2 separate regions of the Canis lupus genome follow, and region 1 is linked to region 2. A link is a contact called in public Hi-C data. All regions are on one chromosome and are shown on one strand. The core of a region is the stretch at or near the end of the contact, and the rest is flanking DNA. Distances in the headings are between cores, read along the strand shown. Region 1 overlaps SCFD2 (sec1 family domain-containing protein 2). Region 2 overlaps RASL11B (ras-like protein family member 11B).

Region 1 (3,349 bases), core at 806-3,305, 95 kb after region 2:
CAGGCATCCGTTTGCTTCTAGATTATTCCACTCAGCTAAAGATGGCGAGATCTGAAGCAGACCCTCTGCTCAGGAATAAAGACAGAGTGACTGGCTAGTTTCTCTAACAGCAGCTGGGAGGCTGAACATATAATAAGGAGTTTGATAGGGATGAATTAGATGGACACAGCCTTGCCCAGGATTCAGGCTTGTAAGTAAGGCTCGCTGAGGCCGGGGCTCTCCCTCAGGTAAGTTCTGACGGCCTGAGAAGGAGAAAGAGAACTGCTTACTGCAGACGAGAGAAAGCCCCTGCAAGGGTTTTTTGATGTGGGGTTGGTCAGAAGCCTGGAGTCATGTATGAGATTGAATGGGGTTGGATTTCAAAGCCAGATTCAGGGTGATTTCTTATTTTTTAGGCATTTCCAACAAACACCCTCTTCAGAGTATGGGTGAACTTATCTACGGCTAGGATTCAACAAACAGTAGCTATTACTGTTATTATTATTATTAATTATTTTTATTATAAAATTATCAAATTGTATGATGGTTTATTTCTTTAACGTTTGTTTTTAGTTTTTTTTTTTCCCTAAGTAGAGGATGTTCATTATGAGCAATTGTTTTGAAAAATGGAAGGGAGTATTTTGCTTTAAAAAAAACAAAAAGGAAGGAGCAGCGGGTAAAGGGTAAACCGTGTGACATGAAGTCTCAGCTCAAATGTGTGCTCTACGGAGGGGACCTGGGATATGATCAAGGCGTCGACAGCGCTCTGGTTCTGGCCCCCCTTGGAGTGAAGAAGCCACACTTCAAATGTGGCACATCTGAGGAGGTATCGCCCTTGGGGAAGGCAGGGGCAAAAATGAAATCCCCTCCAGAAATGTGGTTTGGCTAAATGCGAGGTATTAAACTAATTCTGGTTTTCTTTGAATGGAGTTAATAGGTGAACTAGAAGAGACATTCTGGGACCCGACAGGGGCAAAGGAAAGCTCCCTGCAGGCCTCCAGCCACCAAGCCTTCCCCCAGCCTCCAGGTGTGGAGATTAGACCCTGCACCCAGGCTTGCCCGGGACCAGGCGGTGACACAACCACTGCTCTTCTCTGCCTCTCTCATTGCAGGTGGTTCCGAGGTTACCTTTACAAAAGGATACACAGATTTTCCTTCTTCTGTGTCATTAAAACCCCATGCTCCTCATGCTCCCATGAAGAGGCACATTTAAACGTTCAGTAGCAAAATGAAGAACTCTCCTACAACTCCTAGGGGACGACACTGAAATGGTGCCTTCGGTGACGGAAATTATGAATGCAGTATTAGCTGGGTCAGTCTTGCAGAAGACTGCTGCAACAGCAAACCCAAACAAGATCCCGCCACTAGTCCTGGCCCTGCAGCTCGCTGGGTTAGGTTATGGAGTCAATCCCAGTTATGTAGACTCCTAAGAGGAAGAGACACGCTTGGTAGGACAAAATTGCTCTCATCTAAAATCATGTGTACTTTGCCTTTGGAGAGAAGTTGGAGACACAGATTCAGAAACAGATGCTAGGGCGCCTGGGTGGCTGAGTGGCTGAGCATCTGCCTTTGGCCCAGGGCGTGACCCCGGGGTCCTGGGATCCAGTCCTGCATCGGGCTCCCTGCAGGGAGCCTGCTTCTCCCTCTGCCTGGGTCTCTGCCTCTCTCTCTGTGTCTCTCATGAATAAATAAGTAAAATCTTTAAAAAATAATAAAATGAAAGTTCCCTCCTGGGCAGTCCGGGTGGCTCAGCAGTTTAGCACCTGCCTTCAGCCCAGGGCCTGATCCTGGAGACCCAGGATCGAGTCCCACATTGGGTTCCTGCATGGAGCCTGCTTCTCCCTCTGCCTGGGTCTCTGCCTCCCTCTCTGTGTCTCTCATGAATAAATAAGTAAAATCTTAAAAAGAAAAGAAAAGAAGCAGACGCTAATCTGAGTTGAATCCCACAGCGCACCTCTGCCCTCAGCACACCCGCTGCAGCCAGCAACCCACAGTTGCTCAGGTGGGCCCGCACGTCCTTACCGTCCCCACCTGCTCAGTCACTGCCACTACAAACCTCCTACCACCTGCTCTCCCCACTCCCCCCCACTCCAGTTTTCCTGTCTCCGGATTACTTCCCATCTTGCTTTCCCTTGAGCTGCTGCATGGCCCAGTCTGAGGGACACATTTATCCTGGCTGCAAAGTCAACGGCGTCCCCCAGAGCTGGCAATCCGGCCGTTCGGCCCCGTTAGACACCTTCCACATGCACATATGGTTGGGCGGTCCCATCCCGCTCCTGAACCCAGCCTTAAGAATGGGTCACGATGATGCTGTTGGAGACGCTCATGACGGCAGGTGCGCACCGCGGGCGAGGCACGGTGCTAACCCAGCCCTCCACATTTCTTCACTTGGTCTGTTCTCGCAACAACCCAATCATCCCCGTCTTACAGGTGGTGAAGCACAGTTCAGAGGTGTCGAGGAATTTGCCCAGGGTCCCCCCAGTCTTCAGGCTCCTCTTCTCTACACAGTGGTGCCCAGCAGGGGTGAAGAGATGTCCCACGTCCCAGCGACAAAGGATGGCAGGAGTCATTTCAGGTAAGGCTGCATATCGGCCCATCACACTTCGCCTTTTCCCTCCACACTGAGAAGATTGCTCTGTTGCCCGAGAGACCCCAGCCTCTCCTCTACTATTTCACCAGCCCCCCGACGCGATCTGTTTGCGTCTGGGTCAGCCTGCTGCTCCAGGATGCTTCTGAGGGCTAAGCCCCGGATCTCCTTGTTGCAGCCTGGAGCTGGCAGGTGCCTGGCCTCTAACAGAGACTCAACAAAGCTTGCAGAACTGGATTGACTTGGCGTGGGGGTGGCTCTGTTTATAGGAAATTTGGCCCAGAATTCTGGTTTGGGTGCCCGACAATAGGAAATTGGAAACCTGACAATACTGTCCTGCTGATGAGAATAGTAGAAGCCTTGAAAACCTCAAAAATGCACTTTTAAAAAGGATGGCCAGAGTGCCAGTTTCGATCTGTACCCCCATGCAGCTGGGGTACTCAGACAGAACCTAGTGAGACAGCAGTGAATTTACTTTCTAAGGATTAAGTCTCCTCTCCTGCTGTAATTTAAGCTGTAAGGCTTCTCATATGGTATAAACATCCCTCTATTAATTGAAAACATTGCTGGTTAACAGATACATCTCAGTTTCAAAGCATTTTATATTCTGTACTATACTTGGAAAATATTTTCCAGTGGGCATGTGGCTAACTTCTCATATTATTTCAGGATCAGTGCTTGGTAGAATTTATTAAAAGATAAATTCAAGAGAACTTGTCTTCTCAAAGGAAACAGGAAGGTCACTGTTGGAAAAAGACCAAGCTCCTCTTTTATGGTGGAGAA
Region 2 (3,156 bases), core at 392-2,891:
CAGGACCTCAAGAGGAGGTTCAAGCAAGCCCTCTCGGCCAAAGTGAGGACTGTCACCTCCGTCTGAAGCAGGGACGCTCCGGGGGTGGGGTGGGGGCGGGGTTTGGGCTTCCCAGGAAGAAGGCCTGAGCTTCTCCCACGGGAACGGGAACGGTGCAGGCTGGCAGGCATTCACGGTTCCAGAAAGGGCCAGAGCAGAGGGGCCAGGAGGGCCTGGTGGAACTGCCGCAGGAGAGCCAGCGATCCGAGAGAGGAGCCGCCCCGAAGATGCGAACTATGCTTCCTTTGGAGTGGGGAGGGCGGCTGCATCACTCTGGACTCTGGTCCTCACCTTGTAAATGACAGTAAATGACAGTCACAGCCAACTAGATTGGCGTGGTCGGCAGGGGGAATGGAAGAACAGATGAAGCGCTCGTGGCCTTTCCTCTCTCCTCTTTCTTTCTTTTCCCTTTTCTCCCCACCCCGCCCTCCATCCCACCAAGAGGAGGCACTGCTTTTTCTCCTAGAGTCCGACTGGCCTGTGACACGCTAGTCCCAGCGGAATGCCTGCCTACCCCGGACGATACCCAGATTTCTTCTTTAAAGAGCAAGGAGGCAGATGCCACCCCCACCCCCAATAAAGGGTGGGGTGTATGGGCCACATGTGTGGATACAGACGGACATCTGGAAGCTTAGAGGGCCTGCAGGAAGGCGCGGCTTCCTCCCGACACAGGATGAAGATGCTTAGTTGAACATGTGTTAAATGGTTGAGAACTCAACTCTTCAGCCCCGGACTTTTGAGTAATCGTGAGACTGTATAATTTTTTTTTTTTTTTTAACTGTTGCATCAGGTACAGAAAAAAAAAATGCGTTCATAGACTTTGGTGTGATTTGTGTAAATGGCTCACGGCAATGACGTTGGGTTGTCCCCTAGGCCTGGCCGAGTCGTGGCTTGAATATGAACACACTGTCTTAACAGCGAGTGAACAGATAAGGGGCCACCGCCAAATCCCCGACACAGATGCACTTTAAAAAGCCACTCATGCTTTGGCTTAAACTGTAATTAATTTATTTTATGTACAATAAAATATCATTTTAAAAGAGCGGGCCTCTGACTTGGTCTTTATTGAAATGCCGACCTCCTGCCCTCCAGACTAAGTGTTCCTTGGCGTCTCGTACTGACTGGGCGCCTGGCGTCAGGCACTGGGCCTCCTAGGGTCCCCTCCTAGGTCTCGGAGCACACCAATGGGATGCGTTGTCTTATCCCCCTTTGTACAGGTGAGGAGACAGGCTTACGAACCAGCTAATTCACTTGTCAAAGGCCTCCCCCCTGCTCTAAGTTGTCATTTGCTGCTTTATACTCCAGAATAGTGTATCTCCTCTCTCTTCCCTGCAGGATCCTCCAGGTAAAGCCAAGACAGACGTCTGTCCCTCTGTTTTCTGCTATTAAGACATCCCTCAGCTGAGCCTTGCGAATGCTTCTGGACGAGCTCACTGCTTCTCTCCTACACGTGGTTTACTTGGCAGGCCTGCTCGGGTCCGCTGCTCTCTAAACACGCGCTTTCTTCTCACTGTAGACGCTGGGAGCCGTGGAGCCGGGGCCCTGTCGGGAGCACCTGCTTCCGTCTAGGCCTGGGAGACCAGGCAAGGCTGCGTGAGCCACCACCTTCGTGGGCAAAGAACGACACCTCTGAGTAGGGCTTTCACGTCCTTGACCTCGCCTAGTCCTCGGAGAGCCCCGCGAGCGGGTCGGGGAGCAGATCCTGCCGTTTACAGGTGAGGGAAACAGGCTCTGAGGTTTGAGTGCTGTCCTCAAGGTCACACAAGGGACAGGAATCAACATCTTGTGACTAGTGTTATTTCTTCAACGTCCCCTACCCAGGGCACTGCAGGCTCAGGGGTGGGCCTGGACCAAGGAAGCGGCCCCAAGGCCCGGCTGTCGACGGCCCCCCGCCGTGGGGTGCGGGCTCCCAAATCTGTTTCCCCCCATAAACATCCTGCCTGTTCTTGACAGGGCTTCTGGTGATGCCCCAGCCTTCCTTAGTTGGAGGACAGTTTTCGATGCTTATGCCGAACCCAGCGTCTGAGGAAGGTGTGCGTGTGCGTGTGCGTGTGTGTGTGCGTGTTGGGACAGGGAGGGAAAGCGTGGGCACAGCGGCACTAACAAGTGTCTCCAACTACGTTCTGCTCGATTTCAGTTTCATTCATCCTGTGTAGTTGTATCCCCACTGTCCGGGGAGAAGAGGTTACCTTTGAGGCCTTGGCAGTGGACGTCTGCCCGTGTTCTGGAATCAAAGAGGACGCGGAGTCTCCCCGGGGCGTCACCTCAGAGGGGGGCTGAGCAGGGCTGAGCCCCCACTGCTTCCGTCTCCCCTCCATTGCAGGCTCTCCGAGCCTGCGGGCCTCGGGGTGGCCTCCTCTTCCCCCTTGCGCCGCACTTGCTCTACGTCACCTCCGAGGTCTGGGTGGGTCAGGGTCCCGGGGCTCTCGTCCACCCAGGGGGCTAAAGTGTGTGTGAGACAGACAGACAGACCCTGCTGGAACCTCCCCCTCACCCCCCCCCCCCCCCCCCCCGCCCCAGGCCCCAGTTCTGTCCAGTGTCTCAGGCTAAACTTAAATATTTACAGTTCTGGAATATACCAGATTTTCTTCTCGTGAATTTAGCTTCATGTTTCATTACCTTTGCTCATCTTTTTTATTATTAGCATTTCTTAATCCCTGAGTGTTTGTTTTAGGATTTCTGCACTGCAACCCTGTGGCTCGGGGAGACAGCCCTCTCCTGTCGCCGTGGGGGCGCCCCCTTTGCCAGCAGGGGAAGGAAGGGAGGGGTGCGAGGGTGGTGGAGAATTGATACGGTTGGAGTTTACTGAGCATTTATGATGGGTCGATTTCCCATGATCTCCTTCAGTCTTCCCAAGAATCCCAGGCGGAAGGGAGTACTACTGCTCCCATTTTAAAGATGAGAAGACTGAGGCCCGGACCCACAGCACCGCTGAGGGCCTCACAGGTAGGAACAAGGACTGTTTCTGTTGGTTGAAACCTGTGTCCCGCCCTGTGGGGTGTTTGAAATAATTACGTTCTCCACACCCACCTCATTTTTAGGGGTTTTGAGTCCTTTCTGCAGACAGGGAGGAGGGAGGCTCTGAAGAATTAGGGAGCTGATCCAGTAACTCAGAGG

The links. A called contact is a pair of places that touch in the nucleus more often than the background predicts.
Region 1: a Hi-C map of skin fibroblasts shows a contact between it and region 2, with 1.6 times the contacts expected there. The contact joins two enhancer-like sites. A contact is called at or near these places in 2 of 9 Hi-C or Micro-C datasets (amygdala and skin fibroblasts).

The regions. Positions count from the first base shown.
Region 1 is chr13:46,364,831-46,368,179 of UU_Cfam_GSD_1.0, forward strand. All of the region lies in intron 5 of SCFD2 (sec1 family domain-containing protein 2), which reads right to left. Among named protein-coding and RNA genes, the nearest start is that of RASL11B, 100 kb to the left of the region's middle. Within about 2 kb of position 2,056, at least 4 of the 20 cell types and tissues checked have an H3K27ac peak or open chromatin away from gene starts, as enhancers often do.
Region 2 is chr13:46,270,095-46,273,250 of UU_Cfam_GSD_1.0, forward strand. It overlaps RASL11B (ras-like protein family member 11B), which reads left to right. Exons shown (of 4, transcript XM_038556083.1): 4 at 1-1,082. The coding sequence ends at 66. Among named protein-coding and RNA genes, the nearest start is that of RASL11B, 4.8 kb to the left of the region's middle. Within about 2 kb of position 1,642, at least 3 of the 20 cell types and tissues checked have an H3K27ac peak or open chromatin away from gene starts, as enhancers often do.